3 separate regions of the Zea mays genome follow, and regions 1 and 3 are each linked to region 2. A link is a contact called in public Hi-C data. All regions are on one chromosome and are shown on one strand. The core of a region is the stretch at or near the end of the contact, and the rest is flanking DNA. Distances in the headings are between cores, read along the strand shown.

Region 1 (4,371 bases), core at 778-3,277, 180 kb before region 2:
AGGCTGGACTGCATGTGAGAGCAGGATAGCGGATGAACAAGTACGCTCTGGCTTTAGCGCTCGTCAAAGTCGTCCGCTATTTTACAGTTTCATTTACAGGTTGCTGCTGGAGCCGATAGCGGACGTCTCATCCTCTAAATTTAGAGTACAGGACCATTTAGGGTTCGTTGCTGGAGACAGCCTAAGTCCCTTGCGCTCGCCACGTCACATGGTGGCCGCCGCGACGAAGGGGTCGTAGTGGAGGCCCACCGCCGAGAGCAGAGGCGGGCCACGCCGCGCCGTGATCCAGACCCTCACCGTCCCGCCGGCGACGGGGCAGGGCAGCCGGTGCAGCCGCTTGTGCCCCACTGTTGTGCCGTAGGCCACGGGCGCGCCGTCGACGTACACCGCGTGCCGCTCCACGCGCTGCCCCAGCGCCACGTGCTCCTGGATCCGGACCACGTTGAACGGCCGCGCCTGCGCGCCCGGCGGCCGCCGCAGCTCGATCCAGTAAACGTCCCTTCGCCCGTCCTCGGCCGTCGGCGCCCAGTACGTGTCCTCGCGGCCGTCCAGCACGTTGCGCGCCGCGAACCCGGCGCCGCGCACGCTGCTGGCCCTGGCCTCGCTGCCCGCGGCGAGGTCCGTGCCGAAGATGGTGGCCACGGCGGCCCCGAACTCGCGCAGCCGCGCCATGTCGGCGTCCTCGACAAGGCCCGTGGAGTTGGGCGGCACGTTGAGCAGGAGCACGCAGTTCCGGCCGACGGAGTTGTAGTAGATCTCAAGCAGCTGGCGCAGCGGCTTGGCCGTCTCGCTCTTGTGCCAGAACCAGCCTGGCCGGATCGACACGTCGCACTCCGGCGGCACCCAGTCGCTCCCCCGCGGATCGCCCTCGTTCAGGTACCTGCAGGCACGCGCAAACAATGGCTCTTGCATGTTCATGATATCGTATTGTATGTTTGCACGTACTTCTCGTCGCTGGCTTCGCCTATGGTGATCATGGAGCGGTTGACGGTGGACCAACAGGTGGTTCCGGCTTCGCCTGTCTCGTCGCCGACCCACCGGACGTCGGGCCCGACGGCGGAGAAGATGTTGATGGAGGGCTGCAGCTGCTTCACCGTCTGGAACCATTCCTGGAAGTGGTACGTCATATTGGTCGCGTCCTTGCCCTTGGCGCCGTCGAACCAAATCTCCGACACGCTCCCGTACCTAGCTTTAGTTTGTTTCCGCACAGAATCGCTATGCAAGTAAGCTTACATAACATTTGCTAGGCGATGCTCTGGTTACTCGCCGCATAGCCGGCCGGCGTGCAGCTCGGAACTGACCCGGTGAGGAGCTCGTGGAGCTGGGACTCATAGTACTCGTTGTACGCGACCTCTTGGCCGTACCGCTCGTCGTGCCGGTCCCACGGCGAGAGGTACAACCCGGTGTCAACGCCGCGCGCGCGGGCGGCGTCCACGAATTCCCTCACCACGTCGCCGCGGCCCCCGCGCCAGGGGCTGGCGCGCACGGAGTGGGCCGTGTACTCGGACGGCCAGACGCAGAACCCGTCGTGGTGCTTGGCGACGAGGATGGCGAGCGAGGCCCCCGCCGCCCGCGCAGCGTCCATCCACTGGGTGGCGTCGAGCCTCGCGGGGTAGAACAGGGACGGGTCCTCCCACCCCGTGCCCCACTCGGAGTCCGTGAAGGTGTTCATGCCGAAGTGGAAGAACATGATCACCTCGCGGCGCTGCCATTTCAGCTGCGCCGCCGACGGGATCGGCAGCACTGGCAGCGGCGTTGGCGTCGCGCGCCAAGCCTCTGTCGTGGAGATGAGGACGGCTACGGCCAGCGCCGCGGTGGCCAGGGACAGCAACGGGCTGGCCATCGTGTCGACTGTTGTCGGTGCTTCTTTGCCCGGGACGGCCATGTGTAGCGAACTAACGATATATACTGGCCACTGGGCGGCCCAAGCACTGGGAGAAGAGATTTTTGCTATTATGGGAAATGGCCGGGTGGGCTTCGCCATAATAAAATTAATGCCGCGATGTTAGGAAAAAATGGAAAGGAAACAGTTTATCTCTTCGCTCGAATGGGACGCTGTCACCATTGCACGACATTGCTCGAATGGCTGCGTCTCAGGTACAGGTAACTGATTTCTTTCGGCTTTGGCTTTTGCGTGCAGTGCTTTGTCGTTACTTTTTTGGCTTGCGAAGTGTGTTAACCCCACCAGTCGTGCTGAGTTTGAATTAGGGACGGTAATGGATATGAGTATGGGTAAATAACCGCGAATAAATATCCATTAGATATAGGTATAGTATAATTTACTATCCACGAGTACGAATATGTATATAATTACGTATCCACGGATAATTTTTTCGTATGTATTCATACCCGTTAACCGATGAGTATTTGACATGTAGGCCATCTGAATTCAACACATTATACTAAATCCCTATTTTTCAAATTTCATCTATGACATGTTGTTTGATGCTAAAACTATCATTTAATGCTACTGGAATGATAAATTTTTGAAATATGATAAAATTGTTGTTTGGTGTTTAATGTTAAAATTTTAGTGGACGGACGGATAATGGGTATCCGCCGGGTAGTGATATCCAACGGGTACATTCATACCGACGTACGTATATGGGTACGTGGATTCGCGAACCATATATCCGTGTTTTATCCATCCGATTGCCATCCGTAGTTTACATACACACAATGTTTCACTTGCACGGATGAAATCTGAAATTGGCAAGCAACGGGGCGGGGGTGTCAAGCTATGCATTTCATCGTGAACAAAAGTTTAAGGGCCCCTTTGAATGCATCTGACTAAATTTTAGCGATATCAAATCAGATATTTGAATACTAATTATAAGTATTAAATATAGTCTAATTATAAAACTAATTACAAATAAGGACTAATCGATAAGATGAGTCTCTTAAGCTTAAGTGGTCCATGATTCACTCATGTGATGCTACAATAAACATTTACCGATCATTGATTAATAATTAGGCTTAATAAATGCATCTTATCGTTAGTCTTCATCTATGTAATTAATTTTATAATTAGACTATATTTCATACTCATAATTAACATTCAAACATTCGACGTGGCATAGACTAAATTTTATTATGGAGAACCAAACACCCCTAAGACCATAAACATTCAATGTGACATAAACATTTAATGTTATGACTCATATAGATTTGATAATTGTGTCAAAATAGTTTTATCCCGATGAAATTTGCTTTCTCTCTTTTTAAAAAGAGTGTCAGATCATAAAAAATGCTTATATGATAATTTATTAATGTAAACGAAACTCTTATGAAACTTTCATCGAGACCGGGCTAAATAATCTCAATGCAAAAGTTTTGATGTAGGGTTGTATAGACTTATCTGCCCATACATGCCGAATAATCTGGTTACCTACGGAAAGGTATTACTCCCTCGTTCATGAGTATACGATATTTTATCTTTTAGACGTATTACTTTACTATATATAGAGGGAATGTATATTATGGGCTTTAGACTTTAATAGCTAGGTGAAGCCCCCGGTCCATTGGTGCCTTCTGGTTCAGTCGTACCATCTCAAACAGAACCAAACCTCAGATCGTCTAAAAATATGCTCAAACTGCCAAGGATTAGGGTTTTTTCGTGGCGGTGGATGCACAAGGCGCGAGCGAGTGACGGCGGTTGCACGTGGCGTCAGCGGCCGAATGTTGACAACACCATCTGCACGGTGACCTCGCTGACGAGGCACACATAGGCATGCTGCACCAGTAGCAGCTCACACAACATGACAACGAGGCACGCGAGGGTAGGCATGTCACAATCTCCATGTGTTATGTGTAGTGTTTGTCACCTCCAAGAACTCCTCGAGCTCCGATGAGCCAAACGTCGCCGCGGCAGCGTGGTGGTCCACGAAGGAGTTCGCCGTCTACACCACGGGTCGTGTGACATCCTCTGACCTGGCGCAGCTTAGGCACCTTCCGGCGACGACCTCCTCCGATCCGGTGGCCTCGGGGCATCCTCCGGCGATGACTTTCTCTGATCCGTGTTTATGCCTTCCACGATTGTGTTTTATTCCTACCACTAGACTATTTATGCATTCCATTGAGGATTTTATGATGATGAATACTGTGTCTCTCATGTGGCTTGGTTTTTATGGTAACCACCTGCATTCGCGCACATCTGTTATGGGATGCCACACGTGACATCGCACTAACCATTGTAACAATATCTACGCTATATCTGACACTATTTACGCTCAAATTTGAGAATTTTATGATCGCGAATACAACGTCACAGAGATATCCACGTCTCCATGTTGGCTTGGAATTTATAGTAACTAATAGTCACCTGGATTCTTGGATGTCTGTTACGTTGGGGTCATACGTGACATCTCGTCG
Region 2 (4,955 bases), core at 1,419-3,918:
AACCGGTTACCACGGATCTATTAAGCCAAAGGCTAACCACCTCAAGTTGGATAAACCGCCACCTGAAAACTTGATTTAATGACACGATTGAGTTCTAGTTTAATCATTTAGTACCCATATTTGGTTTTGTAATGTTTAGGGTTTCCGATTTTTTTGTACATAATCAAAAGTTAGGTGTATTGTATCCTACTAGTTATATATTAGTATTGTTAATATATAGTTATATATGTTAGTATTTAGTTATATATATGTTAGTATTGTTAATACATATGTAGCCTGTAGGCCCATTTGTTCATGTTAATACATAGTTATATAATAATATCTAACTCATTTGCTTGTGTCATGTTAATATTTAGTTATTGTTAGATGGTTTATGTTTTTGTTAGTAAATATGTTTCGATGTTTTATGTTAATATGCCATTTGCTACAAGTTATATGTTTTTATTCTATTGTTACATGATATTATGTCTTCTTATTTATAGGAGGCATGTCGGACATTGTCCAGGAGCATGGAAATAGGTTTCAAGTGCAATTATTATAGAGAAACTAAGAGCGAAAGGGTGGTATGCGCTTGAAGGAGCATCTCACAAATAAAAGGTCAGCAAATCGAAGAAGAGGGTCATCTCGCACATAGGGGATGGTACCCGTTTTAATCATTCTATGTTGTTGTCGAGATGCCTGCATATGTAACTAATTTTTGATTCGTCAATAAGTATTTATTTATCGTTCTTGTTTTCTTGCTAATGAATTTCATATCATTGTATAGGACCACGTATACGGAATGGACCCATACCAGGATCCTTCCAACATGCCTAAATATTATGACTCGAGCTAAATATGTGAGTATTGTGAAACAAGTCGACATATGTGTTGTGGACTTGTGGGTCAACTCTAAAAAGAACTTGTATTTGGGTATTGCGCAATCTAATGGTTGTTTGTTACATTAGAATTGAAGTTTGTGATTGCATATGTGGTGTATGAGTCAATTAGTATTTGCTATGTAATGTGAATTGGGCAAATTACAAACGTACCCTGTCAAAATTTCCTATTTTTTCTATAAAAACAAAAAACAGTTAATATAGTCACCAAGTATTGGACGGTTTATCGCCGGTTTTTCGCTGTAAAACAGTTTTGAATTTGTTCAAATTTGACATGGGCAAACCGGTCAGTTTTGCTGGTTTTCACCGATTTACCGGCAGTAAACTATTATTGGTAGGAGCGGTTTTTCACCCAAAAAACGAAAAACAGTTTGGTTATATTTGCTCACGACAGAGGCGTTCATGTCTAAATAATGAGATCTTCGTATAGGCATAGCCACATAGGCGCCAAACGCCCCCAAAAGTTGTGCATCCCATAGGGCCAGGGTAAGATAAGGGTAAACACCGCTCTCCCAAATACAGTTCCAAATTTCCAATGCGATCACGCAAACTAGCGAGTAGCCAGTTCGCAAATAGCATCACCCTATTAACTACTTTTCACTGCTGCTGCTACTACAAAGGAAAGGACAAATGAGAAGAAAGTTAGACTGGTAATTCTGACCTACTCTTTGGAAGTTTGGATTGGAATTAGGCAGTTGACTGAGCTTCAGAATGCTGCGCCGCTACTCTTCCGAACTGGAATCAGTCACGGCAATCTCTTCGTCCACCCCCTCCCCGTCCCCGTGCTGGTAACCACCGGTCTGCTGGCCTTGCGATTCTCCGTCGCCAACAAGCTGCTCCCCATCGTAGACAACTTGCTGCTGGAAAACAGATTGCTGCTGGTAACTGAGGAATTCAGAATTGGTTGTGAAAGCCCAATAGTGAGTTGGCTGGTTGCCCGCGCCGGCCTGCTGCGGAACCATCCACATAGCCGCAGGCGGAATCATCTGTTTGCCATCGCCCGCTGCGCTGGGCCTCGGCGCCGCGATGGCGATGAACGGAATGGCGCCGGCGGGCGCCGCGGGGGCAGAGGCGGGGGCAAGGCCGCTGGACACCGAAATCGCGCCGCCGCCGTTGGCTTGGAGGCGGGGGTCAGCGACGACCGGGTAGTACGCCGCGGGGGCAGGTACCGCGGGTCCCACCGCGGCGCGCGTCGGCTGGAGCTTGCGCCGGCGCTTGGGGGCCGGTTCCTGCTGCTCGCCGCTGGCGTCCTCGGATGCCGGCTCGGCGGGTAGGCGGAGGACGCCGTCGGTGCCCGTGATGGCGATCGCGGGGACCGTGCCCGTGCCCGTGGCAGCGATGATGGATGGCTCCGTCTGCTGCAGCAGCCAGCGGATGGTCTCGCCGTCGGACTTGTGCCCTAGGTCCCGTGTGAGGCGGGCCACCCTCGCCGCGCACGCCGCCGCCATGCGTATGCGCCGCCCGCGGCCCTCCACCTTGGTGTGCCGGTCGCGGTAACGCGGTGCGGGACGCGGTTTGGATAACTGGAGTCCGCCGCTGCCCAGGAACTCCACCGGGACGGGCTCCGGCTTCGGCAGGCCGGACCCGCCCGCCTCGACCGACACCATCGCGTCTACCGCCACGGCCCCCGCCGCAGTACCGTTGCCGATCACCTCGGGTGCGAGGTATAGGGCTTTCGTGCCCTCCTCGCCCCTGCCCGGCGCCTGGGACTCCATTGAGAGATCGGACTGGCCTTCGTTTGGGGTCCCCTTCATCCAGTGGGGTCTGTCTCTGTTTTGACTTTCGATTTCGTGGCGGCGCCGTCTTTTGGGAGAAGAATCGTTCTGGCGTTTTATTAGCCTCTCTGGATGATGGATCCCGCAGATAGGGTTACGGGGCCACCGCCAAACGGGCCCGAACTTGCGGGTAGTTGGAATGGGACGATTCGGCCCACGGCAGCGGCAGGGGAGTGAACTTCTTTTTCTATTATTTTTATGAACAAAAATATCTCCTACGTTAGTAGTTCTCTAAAATAAAGCTATTTAAACTCTTGTTTAGCAAGTTGCTAAATACGACGCAAAAAATAGTTTGGTCTCCAACAATTCTTAATATTTAGGGAATTGTTTAATTTCGAATCTAGTTTTGGTGGGCCCGTTTTATTTTTTGGGGGTTATCTGCGCTAGTTAAGGCGGGATCGAGGGTAGAGGATAACGGAGAAGGCTAGTCAGAGCGATCTGTGGGGGAGCGGTGGTCTAGCGGTAGAGGAGAAGCTTATACCATCCGTGTCGGACCTGACTTTCTTGCTGCATGGAAAGGGGAAAAAAGAGCACGTTGGATCTGGCTACCACGCTGCGCAAGAAACGGAAATATGAGCATGCAGAGTGAAGAAATCGATGCCAACTCTGTTTAGAGAGTGTCTATCAAGTTGCTAAATATGGAGAGCAAATAAGGTTACATAGCAAGTTACTGAATTTAGCAAGTCTATTTGAAGAACTATTGGAGAAACATTTTTCTGTTCACTTCTTAAATTTAAGTTTTAGAGAGTTTGTCGGAGAGAAAATCCTCCGGACGGGTGGCAGAGTGCAGCCCCCTAATCCTAAGATGAGAAGGGGGATTAGGGATCGCCTGATTAGCTAGAAAAACACGAGAACACAAGAGTTAGAGTGGTTCAGGCATTGTGCAAGGGTAGGCTTGGAGAGATATAGTAAATATTTTACTTTCGTAAATGTAGACAGAAATATACATGTGGTGTAGCAGTAGCTACTGATTGCATTAGCTTGAGGGGCGTGGGGGAGAATGTGAGAATGGGGATGGGTGCAGGCTGTGCGGAGGAATATGTGTGGACTGTGTGGTATGGGGAATAAAAAAGACAGAACAAGAAATGAGAATTACAGAACAGTAAATGACAGGCTATTTTTACTATCTTATTAATTAGTAGAGATATTATATTTATTTTTTATGAGTATTAAATATGATTGTTACTAATTAGTAGAGACATTATATTTATTTTTTATGAGTATTAAATATGATCGTGTATTACGGCAGCGCACGACACTGTAATACTCCAGTAGTTAATTCCGCAAAGACAGGCACCCACCAAGAATAGGCGTTTGTCGTGTCTCGTGCCCGTGCCTGTGAACCTCTCACGTGCCGTGCCGGAATCTCGCAGCCATCGATCGATCCAGCAGATGTGCCAGCCGCCGCGGCCGCGCCAAGCCCAAGCCGAGCTGACGATCCTGATGCGGTTGAAAATTTCCACGAACATATAGATCCTCATCGTCGACCCCATCCGTGGTGCTCCCGGTGCGCCAGGCTACCAGAGTCCGACGCAGACGTAGCTCCCGGCCACAGCAGAGCCCACGCCTTGAGCCCTTGACGCGCTCCGTGTGAGTGGAGCGTACGGGCGCCGGCCGGCGGCCAGAGAGGAAACGGATCTAGGAGGCTCAGCTGAGTCGAGGAGATGGACCGCAAAGATGTCGGGATCCTCGCCATGGACATCTACTTCCCGCCCTCCTGCGTGCAGCAGGTAAAATTATTTTCCCAACTTCTAACTGTGCGCGTTACTATTTCGGTTCTGCTGTTACGACCGACTCCGCTGCGGGGCGACTCTGATGCTTCCGATCCGCGTCTCCGGGACCTTCCGCATCGGCGCATTGCAGTGCGGGGTGAAGATGGGACTTTCCTGCGTCTAAGGATTGTGTTTCTCTAGAAATTGACGGAAGTATTTGGCTAGATGGGTCTCATGGGTGGAATTGTCGCCACTTGTTGGGTAAACCTTTGATTATTCGTGATTGCCGTGCAGTAATGCCGCTGAAGATCAAATCGATAGTTAGATATGCGGTATTTAAGATTATAATTCAAATATTTGAAACTCCAGTAAATTTGGAGAGTTTGACCTCCAAAGATCCGTGTAAATACGGGAAAGTGAGCATTTCAAGTAAAACATGAGAAGTTCCGGTTTAGCTGGTGTTTGTTTTAGTGAGCGAAAATTAGGCTCATTGTTTTTAATAAATAAAAACCTCATAGCTGATGGCTTTAATGTAGGAGGCACTTGAGGCCCATGATGGGGCGAGCAAAGGGAAGTACACCATTGGGCTT
Region 3 (4,370 bases), core at 1,436-3,935, 130 kb after region 2:
GGCAGTAATCAAATACGAGCGATACGCGACGCGACCCGTCGTAGCGCCCGCTGACCCCGACCCGAGTGAGTGAGCCACAGCCGCGGAAATACCTGCCTGGATTTTTCTCCGTCCCGTACGCCGTTGCCTTCCGCGATTTTGCCCCCTTGGCGCTTCCGGAGGCGCCGAGGCAGGCAGGCAGCTTCCGTGCAGTGCAGTGCAGTGCAGGAGGGCTTTGGCCACACGCCCACAGCCTGCTGGGTGCTGGCTGTTGTTGTCGCGCCGGTAGCTAGCGTGCTCCAGGCTCCAGCTAACCTCTGCAGGTTGCTCCGTACCTTTTTTTTCCAAAAAAAAATCGCTACATGTATTTTGGTCTAAAATGAAAATATCGTACTAGTAAACTAGTAGTGGCTCTGGATTCCTCCTCGCATCTTGGAGAACCCTGCTCGGAAGCGCTTCGGATGGGGATTATCTCGTTGTGCTCGGCAACCTTTTCAGGCCGGTCACCTGATCAGGATAGGGCTATTTAAATTTGTATTTCTAATTTTGTCACCTTCCTCGTTTTTATCCTTAGCCATATTTTTCTTTTTGCGCTCAGTTTTTACACTTCCGCTATATAACACTAGAAGACAAAATCGAGAAAAAAAACACGACTATAGATAAAAATGATGACAGCATCAAAACTGAGCTCATCAGCTTAAAGAAAAACTATTAGAATATGGGAGCCGTTCAAAGTTGTGTATGGGCGGGGCGGGACGGAACCTTAATTTTTTTTTATTATGCTGCCGGTGCTAATAATCTCATCTGGCAGGGGCTTACCTCAGCTGCAAGTGGAAGGTACACCGGGGGATACATGCATCCTAGTGCCAGTACAGTAATCTGTATATATATATAAAGATGTTTTTCTTTCTTTATTGGGTTCTTTGAACTAGATGCACTTTTCGGCCCAAGTTCGATTATGCTACTAGTCAGCTTAATCGCATACGTCATAGACGATGTGATACACAGATGCAACTTCTTTTTTCTTTACGTGTTATTATGTACGGGGCCTCGGTACTGTTGGCTACATGATTATTTATGGCCTGTTTGATTTTCTTTAGTCTAGAGACTAAAGTTTAGTTCCTAAAATGTTTGGTTCTAAGGGCTAAAATCAGTAAGAATATACTCATGACTCATAAAAAGACTAAAATGGTCTTTAACGTTCTCCTGCTATTAGTACAATTGAATTAAACGAGGGATAAATATGGAATTAATATGATTTAATATATTTTAGCACATATGTGAAGAACTAAACTAAAGATTAAATCATTTTAGTCCATATTTTAGACTTAGTATTTGATAAAAAAAAGGACTAAATGAGATTAAAAACTAGAGACTAATCTTTAGTCCCTCTAACCAAACACCCCCTCAGTGTGTACTTAGTTTAAACAAGTGGCACGTTTGTTCCGATCGTCTGGAATATCGGTGCAGAAACGTGCAGCACTGGTACGAGAAACCGCGGCAGAACACACATGCGCAGAGCTGTGACCTGAGATGGTAGTACAGCTGTTTTCAAGTGCAGAAGAATGGAGTCAAGGATTGCGGTTGGCGCTTCGCTCCCTTCCTTCGACCGGCCTCAAACAGCCAGTCTTTGGTGGAGCTACACCTGGGTCCCATCCTTAGTTTGCATGCCGTTAGCGGTTACAGTGGCAGCTTCAAGGTCAACCACTATTATAACCCCATACATATTGAGAGTCAACACTATAATAATAATAAGCTCAAGACTTTTTGCTACCATTACAAAGTCAACGGCCATGCTCTGTTTTTTTCCCAATCTGCTCTGTTTCGTTAATAGAAGCAGCAGTAACCTTTGTGCAGTTACCAAATTGTGGCACAGGACACGACGAGAACGAGAAAAGGTAAAAACCGAAAGTACAGCGACCACTAGTCCTAGCCTAGTAGCTCCAGAGCGGCAATTCGGAAGCCACGCCGTCGTCGCATAACGCGGGGACAATGGGCGGTGGCTCCACGAGCATCGCCTGCGCCAAGTTCGCGTAGTACAGGTCCCAGCTCATGCCACCGAACATGTCCAGCTCGAACGGCGAGTCGTCGTCGGTGGTGGTGGCCGAGGAGGACTCGTCGCCGTCCTTGTCGTTGGGCGACGTCGAGGACGCGGCCGAGAGCGCGTCCCCCTCCTCCTCCTCGCGGCGGCGCAGGAAGCTCTCCACGGCCTCCGCCACGGCGCGGCGGACGTCGGCGAGGCTGGCGTACGAGGCCGTCGGCACGGCGAGCAGCCACGCCGAGTCCGCGAAGTTGAGGCGCGCGGCGCCGGCGGCGACGGCGAGCATCGCGGCGTCGTGCGCGCGGGCCGCGGCCTCGGCGGTGTCGAAGGTGCCGAGCCAGAGCCTGCAGCCGCGCCTCCCGGGCACGCGCACCTCGCAGACCCACCGCCCGGCGCGGCCCCGGCGCCGCACGCCGCGGAACACCGGGTGCCGCGTCTCCCGGAACTTGGTGCGCCCCGCCGGCCGCTTCTTCGGCGGCGACGCCCACGCGGTCTGGTGGTGTTCCGACGACGACGAGGTGGAGGTGGAGCTACTGCACGGCGAGCCGGACTCGGCGCTCGTCGTCTCCCTCTTGATTGGGCACATCTTAGCTCGCTCGATTTTAAGGTGTTGATCGATCTGCCTGGCTGCTGCGATGCGACTTGGCCTTGGGTGGTTTTTGCGATGCGAACGATGGGATTTGCGGGCGCATATTTATAGGTGGCGGCTGCTGAAGCAGAGTAGAAAGCGCGGGGATGGATTGGAGGCACTCACAGTCACAGTCACACAGCGGGAGAAAGAAAGCAGAAAGGGGAATGCATCTGGCTGCCTGAGGCAACTTGCAACCAGGCAACAGGGTGGCTTCGACTTGGAGATGGAGAGTGACATCCCACGCTTTCTTTATTGCAACTTGCGACCATGAGATGATAGATACTGCCTTTTGCTTCCCGTTGCCGGTCTTTGTCTCTGGTTTTCCACAACCACAAACAACATACAGACACAGTAAACGCCCTCGGCCCTCGCGGCCTTGTCATTTGTGAAATGCCATTTTTTTTATAGCTACTACTTGGCTGCAGCATTGGTATACAAGAACTCGTGCTGTGTTGACTCAGGGAGGGTGGGTAAGGGCATCCCACATAAATGATACGTATCTTAAGAGTTATTTAAAAGGTAAGTGAAAAAAACATAAGAGATGAATTTTGGTGAAAGAATGTTTTTAGCACGGTTCTCTGTTTCAAGATACTGTTCCAGTCATACAATCCATATAAATAAGCAGTGCCTTAAAGAGTTCGAGTGAATAAGATACTAAGCTTAAATACAAGAGCTCGTATGAATGAGTTTCTTAGGTGTATCTAGTGTTTGAACAACAACAACAACAACATATTTAGCTTGTACATGCCCAAGATGGTCGATGACATCGGTTAGACTGGTCAACAGGTCCTGACACCGGTTGAACCGCCCTAGGGCCGGTTCAACCGCCTGGTGGCAAGTTGACATACAGTCTGTCTGTCAGTCAAGTCAGACAGAGCAATTGACCTAGAGACTAGTTGAACTGCCCCTAGGGCCAGTTTAACTGGTATTGACCATAAAGTTCAGGACATAAAATACAGGTTGAACTGCCCCGAAGGCAAGTTAAAATGGTTTTAGCCAAAGAGTTTTATAGTTGAAGTTAAGCTCAACTCAGCTGAAGAAGCTCAACTCAGCTGAGAAAGTTCAACTCAGCTGATAAAATTTAACTCAGTTGAAAAAGTCCAACTGCTTTTCAACAAGAACACTATGTCTTGGACGACACCAACGAACATGGGCGAAGTCCAGTAGATGTATCGGGACCCGTGCAGCCGATGGTGACGACGCGACGTAACTGAGCCGCAAAACCAGGACCGGTCGGCGGCAGGCAGCCCCGGTATATCACACACGACACAAAAGCGGGCAGCAGTGGGATCGCAGGGAAGCTACCGCCACTTGCGGGCTCCCGTGTGTACAGTAGTGTGGTAGGCACGCCCACTTGCGGGCAACCGGACAAAACACAACTTTTTTTTTGGGCGTCCGGCTCAATCAATCGGCCCTGCCCAAGTTGTGGGAGATGCTTCTCCTAGTCCTCTCCCGCCGCGCTGATCGCCCAAGCCACGGACCCCCACCTAGCTAGCCGACGCCCAAAAAGTCGGGCCGTCCATAAGAAAATGTGATGGCTCCCGTCGTACACCCGATTGATCGATTGGGCACGGTTCGATCGCACCAGCAGGGTTGACACGACCTGAGAAGTTAGTTTAAAAAAAAACTCTTATATTATCTTTAATGACAGTTAAAAAAATTAAAAATAGAAAACCTTCTTATTGTACTCCTATTAGACGTCGCGTGCGCAACCACAAT

The links. Hi-C and Micro-C count contacts between places; a contact is called where the count stands out from the background.
Region 1: a contact with region 2 is called in a Hi-C map of leaf, with 7 times the contacts expected there. The contact joins the promoter of LOC103647598 here to the promoter of LOC100192578 in region 2. A contact is called at or near these places in 2 of 25 Hi-C or Micro-C datasets (bundle sheath and leaf).
Region 3: a contact with region 2 is called in a Hi-C map of endosperm, with 3 times the contacts expected there. The contact joins the promoter of LOC100286313 here to the promoter of LOC100192578 in region 2. A contact is called at or near these places in 2 of 25 Hi-C or Micro-C datasets (endosperm and leaf).

Annotation. Positions count from the first base shown.
Region 1 is chr2:200,266,778-200,271,148 of Zm-B73-REFERENCE-NAM-5.0, forward strand. It overlaps LOC103647598 (alpha-L-fucosidase 1), which reads right to left and starts at 2,028. Exons shown (of 3, transcript XM_008672108.3): 1 at 1,302-2,028; 2 at 946-1,185; 3 at 34-880. The coding sequence starts at 1,984. The coding sequence ends at 205.
Region 2 is chr2:200,448,002-200,452,956 of Zm-B73-REFERENCE-NAM-5.0, forward strand. LOC100192578 (Transcription factor TCP9) reads right to left here and starts at 2,669. Exons shown (of 1, transcript NM_001137793.2): 1 at 1,283-2,669. The coding sequence starts at 2,632. The coding sequence ends at 1,601. It overlaps LOC103647599 (hydroxymethylglutaryl-CoA synthase), which reads left to right and starts at 3,956. Exons shown (of 12, transcript NM_001352176.1): 1 at 3,956-4,383; 2 at 4,902-4,955. The coding sequence starts at 4,318.
Region 3 is chr2:200,580,649-200,585,018 of Zm-B73-REFERENCE-NAM-5.0, forward strand. LOC100286313 reads right to left here and starts at 2,686. Exons shown (of 1, transcript NM_001159200.1): 1 at 1,707-2,686. The coding sequence starts at 2,606. The coding sequence ends at 1,914.